2 separate regions of the Mus musculus genome follow, and region 1 is linked to region 2. Evidence: chromatin contacts called from public HiChIP or PLAC-seq data. All regions are on one chromosome and are shown on one strand. Each heading gives the region's core, a stretch centred on a gene start, on an enhancer-like site or on the middle of the called end of the contact. The rest is flanking DNA. Distances are from core to core; before and after follow the strand shown. Region 1 has its middle 25 kb from the start of Gm33251. Region 2 holds the start of AU022793 (expressed sequence AU022793).

Region 1 (2,750 bases), core at 186-2,685, 58 kb after region 2:
GAAATTTTGTCACAGACACATACACAGCTTGATTGATTATAGCTCAGAATGTCTCTCATTCGAATGCAGCCAGCTGGCCACGCACAAGTGACGGAAGCTGGACTGCTACCATTAGCTGAGACAGCTGCTTGTTAAGGAGACTAACAAAGGGAAAGGAGAGAGCCGAGGGCAGGGGCTGTGAGGTGCAGCGACAGGGACAAGGACAGAGGTGTGGGGTGGGGGTGGTGAGAACAGTGGAGAAGAAGAAGAAATAAGAGCCGTCTAATGATAGTCATAAGATGCTACAATGAAATCTATTTCTGCGCATGCTAATGCAGCAACTTAATAAAATATAAACTTAAAATGATACATAGTATCTGTTAACTTTTCAGTGTATGTTGAGGTCTCCTCAGGGCAGTTTGCGGGTTAGTTTATCAGTGCACACCGAGGCATCTTTCTCTTCCTTTCCCATGTCATCACCTGGCATGTCTTCGATTATTAATTGTGTGAAGAGGTCAGCTCAGGAACTTTAGAAAATTCCACAGGACCTCTCCCCTCCTAGAAGAGAAAGGTCATAGGCACCCTTCCCCTCCGGAAGGGTGGGGCTAATTACATTCCTCAGAGCACCTGAAGGAGAGACAAACCATCTGCGGGTAGGGGAGGCCCAGAGCTTGTAGCCACCTACCTCATTCCCTAAAGACCAATCAGTTTAAAAGTCACACTGTTCTGCCAATCACATTGTGCCTAATGGCTGCTGCCTGGAGAACTGTATAAAGGCTCACCGAATGGGCTGCGCGTGGTTGTTCTCTCTCCGTACGCAGGGTGACCCCAACATGTTGGAACAATAAATTCCTCTTGCTTTTTGCATCGATTCCTGGCTCTGAGTCCTTCATTAGGGAGTCCCCAGTAAACTAAGGCTTGCCAGAGTCTTACACTACCTCCTAACTGAACCGCTCTCAACATTAGAGCCAAAAGTCACCTTTGTGGTTGATTCTCTCTCTCTCTCTCTCTCTCTCTCTCTCTCTCTCTTGCTCTCTCTCTCTCTCACCCTTACTATCTCTTATTTCATTGGAAATTAAGTATCTTTTCTCTCTGATATGCATGTCATAGACACACAGACATACAAGTAATCAATGAAAAAACAAAGTCAAAAATCAACATTTAATTCTCTCTATCTCTGTCTTTCTCTGTCTCTGTCTCTATCAGTGTGTCTCTCCATCTCTCTCTCATTGTGTGTGTGTGTGCATATGTGTATGTGTGTGTGTACATGCTCTTGTGAAAGAGAGATGGTTCTCAGAAATTCTTGGCATTTTTCCAGTATATTTTTTACATATAACAGCAATATTTCCATATCAGCTGACTTACTGACAAAATAAGAAATTAGTGAGTCAACATGTGCTCAGGCCAATGGGACCCTTTCACCAAAATCTGACTAAAGGCATCATTACAGTTGGAGAAAAACAAGAATTGAGAAGCAGTATCCTGATACATTGGTTTCATAAGGGAATTTCTTAACCTATTTCTAGACCATGGTTAAAACCACATGTGCTGCTGATAGATGAAATAGATAGTATCCTGTTGGCTCCAGAATGAATTAATATGTGAAATTCCTGCCAAATCATTGCATGCCAAGTCCTCAGATGATCTGGGTGAGATGGAAATGCCTAGCAGAGCAGATATGTACTGTTTTTAATCCATCAATTTAAGTTGTCACAACTGTCACAATGTATAGAGTGGTAAGATTTTAAGCCTGAAATGTCTTGTTTCTATTGACTCTTCAAGGGCGTATCCTGGGGTGGACATACCATGCTGTGGACCTTAAGAAAAGGGGAAGGAAGGGTACATTTTGCTCAGAAGAGGTCAAATTCCATTACTGTGCTAAAGTTCTTGAGGAAATCAATTTATACAGAGTAAAGGTTTATTTTGGCTCTCAGACATGGGGGTTTTAGCTTGTGGTCAGCTGGCCTGTTGCTCTTGGGACCAGAGTAAAGCAGAATTCTAGAGATGAACTCATGGAGGGGGGAGTCAGTTTACCACATGGTGACCAGGAAACAGAAAGATACAGGAAGGAGGTGACTATAAAGATTTGGTTTCCTCTAACTAGACCACACCTGCTAAAGGCTGATGACTTTCTAACTGAACATTATGCTCTAATAGGCCGAGGATCAAACTTTTAACATGTGAATCTACGGAGTTCTCTTACCCAAACCATAGCAAGCGTCCTTTATGAAAACTGTCCTTTTGAGTGGAATTGTTTTATAGAACTCTTATTTCATTTCTTAAAGTGCGAGCAAAACAATGTGTTTTGATGGATGTTTAGTACTTTAACTTTTGTTATATAACTTACTAAACTCTTGTGTGGAACTGAATAAAAATAAAGACATTTATCAAAATGTAGTTATTCTTCTCCCTTCAAAACCTGCATTGCCCAAGGCAAAACTCATCACCTTCAGCCAAACCCAGTTGTTCTCTCCTCATTTCTTGTTGCTATGCCTATCGTAGTGATTTTCCAGATGTTGCTTGTCTGTCTCGGCATCATGGTATAGTATTGATCATGCTTTTGTTTATCAATGTATGATGTAAGAATTAATCATGTTTTTCTTAAAATGGAAAAATATTTTTTCTTAATGTTTGGCTTCTTCTACTTATAATTTTCCCATTTAGGAAAATCTTGTTGCTTTTAAGAAGTATGGCAATGTTGGAGACACCCTTTGGCATTCTAATGCTGGTGTGGGACAAACCATGAGGCAGATAATTATTTATTCTCCTAG
Region 2 (2,700 bases), core at 3-2,502:
GCATGAATATATGTGCACTATGTGTGAATTTTGTGTTTTGTAGAGGCCAGAAGTAGGTGTTGGACTCCCTGGATCCCCATAACTAGAACAGTTATGAGTGACCATGTAGATGCTAAGAGTTAAAACCAAGTCCACTGTGATAGCAGCCAGTTCTCTTAGGTGCTGAGACATCTCTTCAGCCTATACAATATATTTAATGTGTTCTGTTTGTGTACATATATGGGGGATACAGCATACCTATAATTGCATCAGTACGTTAGTGGGAAAACTGTTAAAATGTATCTATTCTGAGTACTTAGCAATTGGAGGAGAAATAATATTTAGGGAGTTGATTAAGCCGTTCATGAGATATTATACCCCAAGTCAGAGTGTAGAGAAGATGAGTGTTGGAATTCTAAGAGTTGACAATCAAGTGAAGAAAGAGAAGCCTGTTTCAGACACTGGAGATGTATAGCTAGACAATTTACTCCAGGAACTAACTCTGATAAAGATCTAAAGGTGATTGTAAGTCAAGGTCAGATTCAGATGCTAAGTGAATTTGGGAAGCAAGATATTAAGTAAGGCAAAGTCAGAAGTGCTGGGTAACAGCTTCGGTAGGATACCCGTGTGGATGTGGCTCAGACTGGAATCCTATGCAAAACACAGATCACTGTAAGGTAGCATGACTCCCGGGATTTTCTCACAGCATTGTTAGGCAGCAGGAGCACACAGATGGTTCAGGGCTCAGGTTTGTAAATGTAGTATGGGAAACAAAGTCAGCAGCACATGCAATTTTACAGAGGCCCTGCAGTGACTGGTGAGTGGAAGGTCTAGGTTATGCATCAAATCTCTAGGCAATCCTGAAAGTCTATGCTTCTGCCTGTATAGAAAGTATTATTCAATAAATATTTAATATTCCATCACAGTTACAGGTAAGATTGTCATTTAAAGGCAAAACCAGATTTTGAGGTAAAGTGGAATGTTGAGGCAGTAAATGTTTAATGTGCTGTATGACTGCTCCCAGACAAAAGGGAGTGCCTTTCGTGATGGTGTCTTTTGTCCCTTTGACAGCATAAAGGCTCCCTTTGCTTGTCCTGCAAGCTTCTGAGACTGTCAACAGCGAGCTTCACACTGCACTTGCGCAGAGAGCAGAAAGACTAGTAAGTCCCAGTTCTCAAAATCAAGGAAGCGAAAATGGAGCAAAGGAAGCCTAGAATATAGTGGGACTATTTTTAGGCACCACAAAGTGTTTGCAGTGGCATGACGGATGTCTGTGTGTGATGTAGGGAGAGAAGAGGGATGACACATCCATTTCATGGGGGCTGGGAGGTTTACTAAGTCTCCACAGAGTTTAACCTTGAAAAGTGACTGGAAATCCAGCCAACACTCTGAGAGTAAAAGAAGACTTAAAACTCCAGGCCGAGGATGCGGGTGAGTACACAAAGGAGCGTGAGAAAGGGCATGGAGAAAGAACTGCAATGTAAGGAGGAGCGCCTGGCCACTACGGGGTAGGAGGATGTTAAATTAGGAGGCAGGGGAAGTTTTGGAAGGTGGTCATCACAAGACTGACAAGAAAGAGACAGGTTGGAAAAATGATTTGAAAACAGGACTTGGTTGTGCATTGGAATTAAGAGGGTGAGTCTGGTGGATCCGAAAAATCTTGTCTCAGATGATGGGCAAAGTGCTAGCCCATCAGTGAAGATATGGGATGTTTAGGAGAAGCTCGATACAGAGATCAGATATGGCTTTAGATCCCTGCAAATGATGCAGGTTGTAGAACTGATACTTGCAGAAGAGTTGTTTGACCTAGTGACATAGTTCTGGGTGCTAATGGCTGTCAACTGAAGCTGCAGGAATGGGTAAGATCAGTTAGGAAGACATTACAAATTGAAAGAAATACAGACATGATTCCTGTCTGTCCCTAACAAATAACCAGAGAGAGGAAAAGGATCTAGCCAAAAGGTCTAGAAGAACTGGCAATATCAGCATGAGACTCAGAGAATTGTTCCAAGATGAGAGGTGACAGGATGGTCAGATGATGCAAAGGGGTCAAGATGTCCACTGAAGAAGGACCAGAGAGTTAGGTTGTAAAACCTGACATTTGGCTGTAGTGTCAAGGAAATAGAAAGAGTGGAACCCTCATGGCAATTCACTGAGGAAGTAAAGACTGTTCTGCAGAAGAACATGCTAGAAAGGAACAGAGACTGCTCGCGGAGAATTTAAAACTGTATATTATTATATTATATATTGCACATTATATATTATATTATATGTTATATTACATTATATTATATATTATACATCATGCATCATACACATATATTATATATTACATGTTACATATTACATATTGCACATTGCATATTATATATGATATATTACATATTGCACATTACATATTATATGTTGTATATTATATATATTATTATAGTGTACAGTTGTCCCTTAGTATCCACAGCAAGATTGGCTCCAGGAACACTTATTAACCTTTGCAGGCTCCAGACAGAGTGTGCATATGTGACCTGCACACCTCCTCCTATGGACTCACTCTGCCATAGGTCACTAATAACAGCCAACACAGAGCACATAATGGAGAGGAAGGAAGTATGTGTCCCCATGTATTATCTTTCTGACACTGTTGAATTGAGGATATTGAAACCACTGGAATGGAGGACCAATTGAGTTCTATTCGGAAATAGGAAGCTGAAATTGTTCAGGCGA

The links. HiChIP or PLAC-seq counts read pairs in DNA pulled down with a chosen protein or histone mark.
Region 1: an H3K27ac HiChIP or PLAC-seq map of bone marrow-derived dendritic cells shows a contact between it and region 2, with 2.7 times the contacts expected there. The contact joins the enhancer-like site here to the promoter of AU022793 in region 2. A contact is called at or near these places in 18 of 484 Hi-C or Micro-C datasets (ECoMG-derived neutrophils, the G1E-ER4 cell line, the P5424 cell line and 12 more) and 3 of 115 datasets of contacts at active chromatin or transcription factors (bone marrow-derived dendritic cells, bone marrow-derived macrophages and embryonic stem cells).

Annotation. Positions count from the first base shown.
Region 1 is chr15:40,018,841-40,021,590 of GRCm38.p6, forward strand. No RefSeq gene overlaps it. Among named protein-coding and RNA genes, the nearest start is that of Gm33251, 25 kb to the right of the region's middle. Within about 2 kb of position 1,436, at least 20 of the 459 cell types and tissues checked have an H3K27ac peak or open chromatin away from gene starts, as enhancers often do. A contact at or near this core is called in ECoMG-derived neutrophils, bone marrow-derived dendritic cells, bone marrow-derived macrophages and 1 more, where this site is marked.
Region 2 is chr15:39,961,397-39,964,096 of GRCm38.p6, forward strand. AU022793 (expressed sequence AU022793) reads left to right here and starts at 1,253. Exons shown (of 3, transcript NR_045719.1): 1 at 1,253-1,410; 2 at 2,679-2,700.